Regions from separate parts of the Mustela erminea genome. Here region 1 is linked to region 2. Evidence: chromatin contacts called from public Hi-C data. All regions are on one chromosome and are shown on one strand. Each heading gives the region's core, a stretch centred on a gene start, on an enhancer-like site or on the middle of the called end of the contact. The rest is flanking DNA. Distances are from core to core; before and after follow the strand shown.

Evidence for each region. Hi-C and Micro-C count contacts between places; a contact is called where the count stands out from the background.
Region 1: a contact with region 2 is called in a Hi-C map of spleen, with 3 times the contacts expected there. The contact joins the promoter of LOC116599457 here to the promoter of LOC116599873 in region 2. A contact is called at or near these places in 2 of 3 Hi-C or Micro-C datasets (fibroblasts and spleen).

The regions. Positions count from the first base shown.
Region 1 is chr9:98,190,929-98,195,659 of mMusErm1.Pri, reverse strand. It overlaps LOC116599457 (olfactory receptor 4C46-like), which reads right to left and starts at 1,703. Exons shown (of 1, transcript XM_032359309.1): 1 at 771-1,703. The coding sequence starts at 1,703. The coding sequence ends at 771.
Region 2 is chr9:98,016,322-98,021,806 of mMusErm1.Pri, reverse strand. LOC116599873 (olfactory receptor 4A15-like) reads right to left here and starts at 3,263. Exons shown (of 1, transcript XM_032359825.1): 1 at 2,256-3,263. The coding sequence starts at 3,254. The coding sequence ends at 2,256.

The DNA.
Region 1 (4,731 bases), core at 454-2,953, 180 kb before region 2:
TTTATAGAACAAATCATTATCAAATACCAGTCCAAGCCCCCTATATAATGAAAAGATCACAGGATGGAGAGTAAGAATATTTGGGCTCAAGCCTGACTTATATGTTCTAGGATCTACTTATTTAAACCTTTTGATTTTCCACTTTTTTCTGTAAAATAAAAACAATAGAAATTCAATTTTATAAGGGGTGACCATGTGAAAACACTTAAACATTTTCACATCGGTTTAAATACCATTAATTTTTATAATTCCTGACAACTTTTACTCAACAGAACAAGAAACCCCAAAATAACTTTAAACTTTAGGTATATCGACTGTGGGCCAAAAGGGTCTTGGCAAGTATCCTCTTTCTAAATTATACTCCACACTGTCCTATATGCCAGTAGGCAGTACAGCTTTCTGAGTACCAACTGCTTATACACACAAGCCATTATACAACTCTGTATCTAGAAAGGCATGTTTTAAATTTGTTACAAAACAAGAACGGTTCTGATGAATTACTGCCTTTCTTCCCCCTAATAGTCTTCGAATGGTTGAAAGATCATCAGATTTGGATGTAGAAAAAAAAGCAGATCCACACACTAGCTCCGTCTGACATTGGGCTACTTATTCAATGTTTTTGAATTTCCTTTTCCTTCATCTGTAAAACAACAATAATCATAATAATACCTCTCTTTCGTAGGCGTTGTCTCACATGGGAGGTATGGAAAGTGCTTTAAAGTAATATAAAAATGTAAAAATCATGATAGAAATAAAATCTTTGTATTGGGTCACTTACCATCTGTAATTGCATTCTTGTTTAATAACAGTCTAATGGCATTTTTTACCTCTGTATTCCTGACTGTGTAGATGACAGGGTTTAACATGGGAGTAACAAGAGTATAGAATACGGCTATGGCTTTATCCATGGGAAAAGTAGCTACTGGTCGCAGATACATAAAAATACAGGGCACGAAGAACAAGACAACTACTGTGATGTGCGAGCCACAGGTGGAGAGGGCCTTTTTCCTCCCTGCAGAGCTGTGAGTCTTCAAGGAGCACAGGATGACCACATAGGATACCAATAACATGATAAAAGTGATCACAGAGATTACCCCACCATTGGCAGCAACCAAGAGACCAACAAGGAAAGTGTCAGTGCAGGCAAGTTGTATCAGGGGGAAAATGTCACACATGAAGTGATCAATGATATTGGGACCACAGAATGGGAGCCAGAAAGTAACCAGAATCTGTCCAATGGAGTGGAGAAAACCTACTGCCCAACACACACCCACCAGGAGGCAGCATGTGTGGTGGTTCATGATGGACACATAGTACAGAGGTCTACAGATGGCCACATAGCGGTCATATGCCATGACCACAAGGAGGACAATCTCTGAAGCTCCTAAGAAATGTTCTATAAAGAGCTGTGTCATGCAGCCACTGAAAGAAACAGATTTTGAATCAAAGAGCAGATCGGCTAGCATTTTAGGGATGATGGCAGAGGAATAGCATGCATCTATCAAAGACAAGAAGGCCAGGAAGAAATACATTGGGGAGTCCAAAGCCTGGCTACCAATGATAGTAACCACAATGAGTAGGTTTCCTGTGACAGTGACTATGTAGGTGATAAGTAACACCAGAAATAGAATTCTCTGCATTGGACGATCCTGGGTAAGTCCCATTAGAATGAATTCGGTCACATTCATCTTGTCTTCTTTCATTTCAATCCTGATGATAGATTCTGGAGTGCAGAATTAACCTGCAAAGATAAGATCTCCAAATTCAAATGATGAGAACTTTATATTTTGGATTTTTAGACAAGACCAAAACATTTTAGTAGTATAAGGTATTTTTTCATGGTGTACCAAGAAAAGAAACATCCTTTTTCTATTTTATAAAAAGAGTGAATTTTTGAACTAACTCAGCTTCTTTCAAGGTTCATCACCTGATGAACCATCACTGAGGATATGCTAGAGGACATCCAGATACAGGGAACTAACTCACCATATAATTAGCCTGATTGTTTCTCAGCTAATAAGAAATGTTAAGAACTGTTCATTAAATATTTTTTTAAAGACTATTTGTACAATTGTTGATTTAATATACAGGTTAAGTGCAATTCACCTTTTTCTTTTCATTTAAAAACCCTTCAAGTAAGTGGCAGAGTAGATCTGTACCTGTATTGTTCACCTCTTTATCCCCAGCACTTGGATCAGTCAGTGTCTGACCCATAGTGCTATTCAACAAGTATTATATAAATAAGTTAGTTGGAAGACTCCTTACTTATTTTTCCTGTGTTTTCTTTTTTCCTCCTAACTCCCCAGATCAAAGTGTTTACTCTCTTACATGGGAGAAAAAGTGGAATTCACAGAACAGGAACTAGATATATTCTTGTATTCTTTCCACCCCTTCAGATCTATTCTCAGTGTGTACACCCTGGGCAGCTGCTTTCCCTGGTCCCCTTCAGCCAGAACTCTCTTAATTCTTACCAACAGGTGGTACCAACTGAATGTAAGGCAGGTGGGAAGAAAAGGATTTCAGGGTATTTACTGTCAACCAGTGGGTGTCAACCAGTGGGTGACTGTCAACCAGTGGGTGACTGTCAACCAGTGGGTGACTAATGAGACAGAACTCTTTGGGACAGAACTTCTGGTTTCCTGTAATCACTCTCTCCCCTTGCTCTCTCAGGTCTAACTTTGATAATGGCTTTATCATCCCTTGCTGGTTTCCCATAGTCCCACCTACACCCTGGTAAGTAAACATAATTAAGCTCTTCTAAATCTTTCATTTTAAGTATGTTGTTTCAGGGCTCCAATGGATGCAGAAAATATGTGTTTTTTTCCTTTGTATAAAAAAAAGAAAGAAAGAAAGAGTTTTCCTTTTATATAAGTTTATTTTATTTATAAAACATCTGTACTTCTTTTGATGTACAGAGACAAAGTAAGGTTAACTTTTGTTAGAAAAATATATTGTGTAAGAAAGAAATGTAACCTAAAGATTACTGGACATCTTCAGTTGAAGTCTACGTGTTATCTATGACACTCTCTTTGGGATTATATGATTCTATTGGATTTATGCCTTTTGATATCTCGAGCTATTCAACAACTCCTTAAATTTATAAAACTGATAATAACGCTAACAACTCTGGTCCATAGAAATACAAAGGCTACTGGGTGGAACATTGATTGATTTCGCTGGTCATTACAGATCAAGCCAGTTTTGCATTTATTTGTAAATTATTCACACATCCCTGACTGAATAATGTAAGGGTGCTATTTTGGAATTTCCTTTAGGCTGAGTATAATCATACCAGTTTCCTCATTAATGAAAGAACTAAATAAAACCTTTGGTATGTGTTCATTTTATATTTCTTTGAGAGTCATGGTTTCACGTTTTTAAAAATTATCTTGCCTCTGAATAAGAGAAGAGCAACCACTATATTTAGGAGAGATAAACTAAAAGACTTCTAGAGATCCAGATATTCTTGACCTCTGTGTTCTTTCACCATGGGTTTTTCTGTTTTATTCTGTTGGAGATTTGTTTCTGCTTAATCAATTTGTAAAAATCTTCTTTAAAACTTGCTTTGAAGTAAATTAGAAACAAAATACGTTATTGAATTTATTTTTTGTTAGCTTCCCAATTCCAGGCCCAGCCAAACTTAGCTAATATGAGTATCCGTAGCAACCACATTGAAAGGAACCTGCTGAAAAAAGTCCCATCATTCTGGCCCTGGTGTGTGTGTGTGTGTGTGTGTGTGTGCGCGCGCGCGCACGTGTGTGATGTAGGGGAAGATTATATAATGCAATATAATTTTATGGTTTATTTAGTCATTCGCTTATAAGTTCACCTCAAAATACTCAAGGTCTACTATATGCCTAATACTCTAGGGAAAAAAGCAGATAATGTCTCTACTTTCCTGAAGCTTATATTCTAGTACGTAGAGACAGAAAATAGCAAATAGAAAAGGAATTATATATTATGTCAAAAATACAATACCTGCTAGGAGAAATATAAAGCAGGGTAAATGATACATGATCCCTGAGTAGGATTTTTTCTGTAAGCTAATCAGAGAGGGCTTCTTTGAGAAGGGATGGCATAAGCCAAACTTGAATGGCTGTGGAAGGACAAAGGTATCTGAGCATAGAAGCTTCCAGATCGAGAAACCAGCAAATGAAAAGTCCCTGAGGTGGGAGCATGGTTGGCACCACAGATCAAAGGAGGCTAGCTTAACAGGAGTGGGATGAATAAAGAGTGGTTGATGACAGATCGTGCAGACACTGTAAGAGGATTATTCTGGCTTTTGTCTAGAGAATGGTTCATAAAGGAGCAAGAGTAGAAGCAGACTAGTTAGGAAGTTATTGCAGCCATCTAGCCAAAATGTGATGGTGGTTTGGACTGTGATGGTAGGAGTAGAGGTGGATGTATTATGAAGGTAGATACAATAGAATTTGCTGAGAGACTTGACAGAGACATAAAGAGAGAAAAGAGTAAAAATTACTCTAAAGTTTTTTGGACAATTTCACCTAAAGACAGTGTTGTCATGTACGGAGACCATTTCATGTCTAGATGTGACCACTAACACAGCCAACATTTGCCTGAGTGTTTACAAGTGCCAGACACATTTACTCTTTACATCAACACTGAAGTCAGACCCTGCTATCATCCTTATGTAAAAGATGAAATAATGAAGACTTACAAAAGGAAAGGAAGCTGTTCAGTGTAATTCAGTAGGTTGTGACCCTGGCCTTA
Region 2 (5,485 bases), core at 2,014-4,513:
GATATACATCCCTCTTTGTGGTGCTATCACAGACTATTCGAGGATACCTATTGATTCCTTCATTCAAAAAATTCAAGCTTTAGGTATTATTCACATATGGTGATTTGATGAGGAGCCATGACCTTTATAACTGAATTGTGGTGATTCAAGTCAGGCCTTTATTCACCAAATCTAAATTATTTATCATCATCATCAAAGTCTGCTTAGGCTGTCATAACAAAATACTACAGAGAGGGAGGATTAAACAGACATTGATTTTTCCCACAGTCTTGGAGGCTGGAAGTCCAGGATCAAGGTAGCAACAGGGCTAGTTTCTGATGAGGCCTCTTTTCCCAGCTTGTAGACTATCCATCTTCTCACACTGTCCTCACATGGCCTCTCCTCTGTGCACACATTTCAGAAAGAGAACTCTCTTGCCCTTCCTCTCCCTACAAGGACACCAGTTCTATAGGACCCCACCCTTATGATCTCAAGGAGTACCACTTGTTCTATTTCCCACTGTTCAAGACTTGAAAGTCTAGGTACAAGTTACATGAGTAACTAAACTTTTCAGATGACCTCAGGCTCACCCAGTTTCTGTCTGTAACCTCACAAGAGACCCTGAACAAGAATTACCCCCTCAGAAATGCTCCCAAATTCCTGACCCACTGAAACCAACTGAAATGATGAAGTGATTGCTGGTATTTTCAGCTACTAAACATTGGGGGGATTTTTTTTTTTTTAATATCACAATGGTATCTGAAACATTGCAGCACTTTAGATACCATATTATTATTCATGGATCAACTAATTGAACTACATAGAAACAGAAGAATAGATATACAGATATTTTATATATAAAAGTAGAGGTGTTTCAGGGTAGTGGGAAATTCAGTAGTTTTCAGTAAGTGTGCTGGGAAATTTATTCTTATGATTAAAAGGAATGTATATTTCTACCTCACGCCATACCTGAACATTTATGTTCTATATGGGTTAAAGATGTAAATGTAAGAAGCAAAACTTGAAAAATTTTTTTAATATTATTTTTAAAATTAGGACAGGGAAGGACTTTGAGAAGTATATGCACACATTTTTCATTCTGAGTTCAGCTTTCTCATTTCTGCATAATAACTTTGGTGGTAAATCCTTGATCCCAACTGCGTGCACACCAGTATCCAGGTAGTAGGTCCACCAATTCTGATCATTTTGAAGTATTTAATCCACTGTACTGGATTTCTTTCTGATTAAAATACCTAGGTTAGTTGTTATTTCCTTCATTGAAGAATAAATAAAACTTCATGGCTGGCATTTATTCAATACATTTTAAATAAATGGAAGCATTAATATTGCTAAATACACTCACTGGATCCAATTACAAATTGAAAGAAAGATGAGGGCAAAAAATACCAATTTCATATCCAATCTGTGTTGTGAGTTGACCTCTCAGCAAGGTAATGTGTAATGTCAGGGCCTTCAAAAATGACTTTTGTAATACAGTAATCAACCTCCAAAATTTCTATAGAGAAACTATAAAGAGAGAAGTCACTTTTGACTTATTACTTAAGTCCAGATCATAAAGTTTACAGAGGAGAAAGGCATTCATATGTAAAACAAAACATATTCACAAAATTTTTAACATTTATTACAATTTTAAAAATGTATACCCAGAGAATTTAATTAAATGTAGGTAGACTCTGACAGTCTAATGTGATATGAAAGACTAAATGTGTATTTCAACTACCAGAAGAGTCATTTGATCTAGATGCACACAAGCATTGAACAATTTAAGTTTTCTGCCCAAAACTTCATTAGGATATAGAAAATCAGCCATATGCTATCATCACAGTATAAAGCTAATAAAGTTCACTTCTCATAGATCTATCCTCAGCTATGAACATGTGCTGTGAAATTTCTAATTATTTAATTTGACAGGGAATTTATTTCTACTGTTAGATTAGGTTTTTTTTAAACAATGTGAATTTTTAATTTTAAAATCTCACTCTCTTGGACTAAGGAGAATAATTTCTATTAGGTCATATTTTTATGTACCGTGGAGGTACCATACTCCACCAACAAAAACTTGAAGTAAAACCAAAATTTGTTGCTCACTGAAGAACCTTAGCACAGTATGATTATATAGATCAGAGATTAAACCTACACAATTCTCTTGCTCTCTAAGGGTTGTAACATACTCCATTTAGATAAAGATTAATTTATATAGCTATTTCAGAATAAAGAGGCTAACTAACCCAAAGGAGATCATTTTTAAGATGTAATCACTGATAATGGAAGCAGTCCTCGATTCTGTGAAAGAATGAATATCCTGTTCTGCATGAGCAGTACAGCCCTCTGTCAACTGAGGTCACATTTTTACTCCAAAGTTTCCGCATGGCATTTTTTATTTCTGCATTTCTCAGGGTGTAGATTATGGGGTTTAGCATGGGCGTTATGAAGGTCAAAACTACAGTCATGAATTTGTCAATGGGAAAGGTAGAATTAGGCCTTGCATACAGGAAGATACAGGGAACAAAGAATAAAATGACCACAGTTATATGGGATGCACAGGTGTGGAAGGCTTTGTGTTTCCCATCCAAACCATGAGTCTTAAGGGAGTGTAATATGACCCCATAGGAAACTAGGAGAATGAAGAAGATGCCAGTGCAAATGGCTCCTCCATTAGCTATCATAGAAACTCCAATGAGGTACGTATTGGTACAAGCAAGTTTCAGTAAGGGATACATATCACATACGAAGTTGTCAATGACATTGGGGCCACAGAAAGGGAGCTGATAAATAAAGAGAAACTGAACCATAGAGTGCAGAAAGCCTCCAGTCCAGGCCACCAGCAGCATAAGAACACATGTCCTCTGATTCATGATAATTAGATAATGAAGTGGTTTACAGATGGCTACATATCGGTCATAGGCCATCCCCACCAGAAGAATGACTTCAGCACCAGCCAATAAGTGATCTAGAAAGACTTGAGTCATACAAGCCTGGAAGGAAATAGTTTTCTTCTCATAGAGCAAATCTACAATCATCTTGGGAGCAATGACAGTAGAATAGATGGCATCCATAAATGATAAATAAGCAAGAAAAAAGTACATGGGAGAATGCAGTGACCGGCTGGCCATAATGGTTACTATGATAAGCAGGTTGCCCACTATTGTCACAACGTAGATGAGTAAGAATGGGACAAAGAGCACTTTCTGCCCCTCAGGATCCTGTGTGAGCCCTAGAAGGACAAACTCTGTCACATTGTTTCTATTTCCCATATATTCTTTGGAAGGCATTGAACTCAGGCATCAGAGGCTGGAAATGAAACGACCATAATGAATTTGAGAGGATCGCATGCTTTGTGTCAAAAACCGTTGCCACACTCAACCACGTTTGCCCCACAGGGCCTCACACAGGGTGACTTTCTAGAGAATGAAAGTTTAGAATCACCACCCACAGTTTCTGTTTTCATTTCCACAAATTTCTTGCATCAACTACAAGGAGACCAGTTCTCTACCTGGGAGGTACATGGCAGTGGGCTTATCTGTGACATGACCTACCGAAAAACAAGGAAGCGGCTTTCTCCAGAATCCTGCCTACGAATACTTCATTTTTTATTTTGTATGTAATTTCTTTTTTTGTTGAATGCTTTCTGGGTTTCTGACATTGACTGTGAAAACATGCTCATCTTTAATAACCTTGTTTACATAATAATATCTAGTCCATGGAGCATAAAGTGATTACCTGACATTTAGATAACTGCTTTCTGAGTGACTTCACTATGAGCTCCAAATATCAAAAAATATGTCACCTGCTGCAGTGAGAGACCCAGACATACTAAGAGTGCCCCTTAAATATTTATTAAACTTTATTTAATCCAGCTGAATTTTGAACATGTAATAAACCATCTAAGAAGAGACCAGTACATTAAATTCTTCCCTGGGATGCCTGGGTGGTTCAGCTGGTTAAGGATCTGCCTTCAGCCCAGGTCATGATCCCTGAGTCCTAGGATTGAGCCCCACAGCCAGCTCCTAGCTTAGCAGGGAAACTGCTTCTCCCTCTCTCACTCCTCCTGCTTGTGCTCTCCCCCTTCTTTTCTCTCTCTCTCTCTCTCTTTCTAAAAAATAAATAGAATCTTAAAAAAAGAAAAAGAAAAAGAAATTCTTCCCACTCATGAAAGTATACTTTGTTTGAAAATACAGACACACACACATACACACACACATGGAATAGGCATTTATTACAACAGAGGTTATAGAGGAGAAAAATGGATAGTACAAATTTAAGTAAATGGGTACTACCTAGACATTTTCCCTACTTTCCAAAATGGTTTAGAATTGGTTATTGCTAATTGTAATTCAATTCAGAATGCCAACATAAAGATTTTAGGCAGAATCATGGTATAGTAGCAAGAATCCCACACTAAAAATCTCAAAAAGTTAATTTTGTTCAGTCATTCTGGGAAAAACATGTCCCAACTCATGTTCTTATTGGAAAGGTTATAGCCTTCCCAGAGATATGAGTTTCTGAACTCTAGTCATGGAAAACCTTATCTTAAATGACATGCTAGCACTTACTGCTGGACCATCTTTATACTAACCAGGGTGAATTGGCATGTGTTAAAGGTTACTTGATTATTAAAGTGATGAATAGATTACACCAGATATTTCATTCATATTGTTAGCTCTTGATTTTCCGAGTCTGTGTGGAATACAAGACATTCCTTCTCACTTGAGAAAAATAAATTATCCATAAGGCCAACCAGATACAACCCAGGACCAATTGTACATGCAATATGTGCAACTTTGTTTTGGCAGAATTATTTTAGATGTGCCCCATTATAATATCTACATTTGTAAACCATCATTTGTGAAGGAAAGCTTATTCTATTCTTTCTGCTTCTAGACAATCCAGAGTGAGAATAAAAATGTAGCAAAGAGATAATAAAAGAAAACAGAAAAGGCAGATAAGAACTAGCAAAGACCATAAACTGAATGAAATAGGCTTTGAATTGATTGAGTTTGGTTTGGGAAAACTGAATGGAAGTAGAAGAATTTCAGATTTCCAGAACTTTCAATCCAGAGTTGGACCAGAGGGTAACCTAGCATCAGTACCAGGACTCACTGCTCAGACTTTTTACATTTCCAGAAAACCAAATTCTGAACCTTAAGATATATCAGAAGAGACCAGCTGCTTAAAGGACTTCCATCTTTGGGACTTACAGCAGGTTATTCACATACATACATAATTAAATATCTCCACTCACAGTTATGAAGCTATGTCTGCATTTATAATGGCAAATACTCACAATGCATAGGGGTCATCTGAGCATTCAAGAGATAACTTCCAGTATGAGGGTCTAACACCTTGCCCTGTAGCAGTCATTTGTTTATAGCTGTGTTTTCCCCAGTCATCTGTTAGATCTGCCAGCAGAGTAAACACATCTTTTTAACAATGGTATCACCAGAATCTATATGTGTGCCATATAATATGATATAATATAAAATGC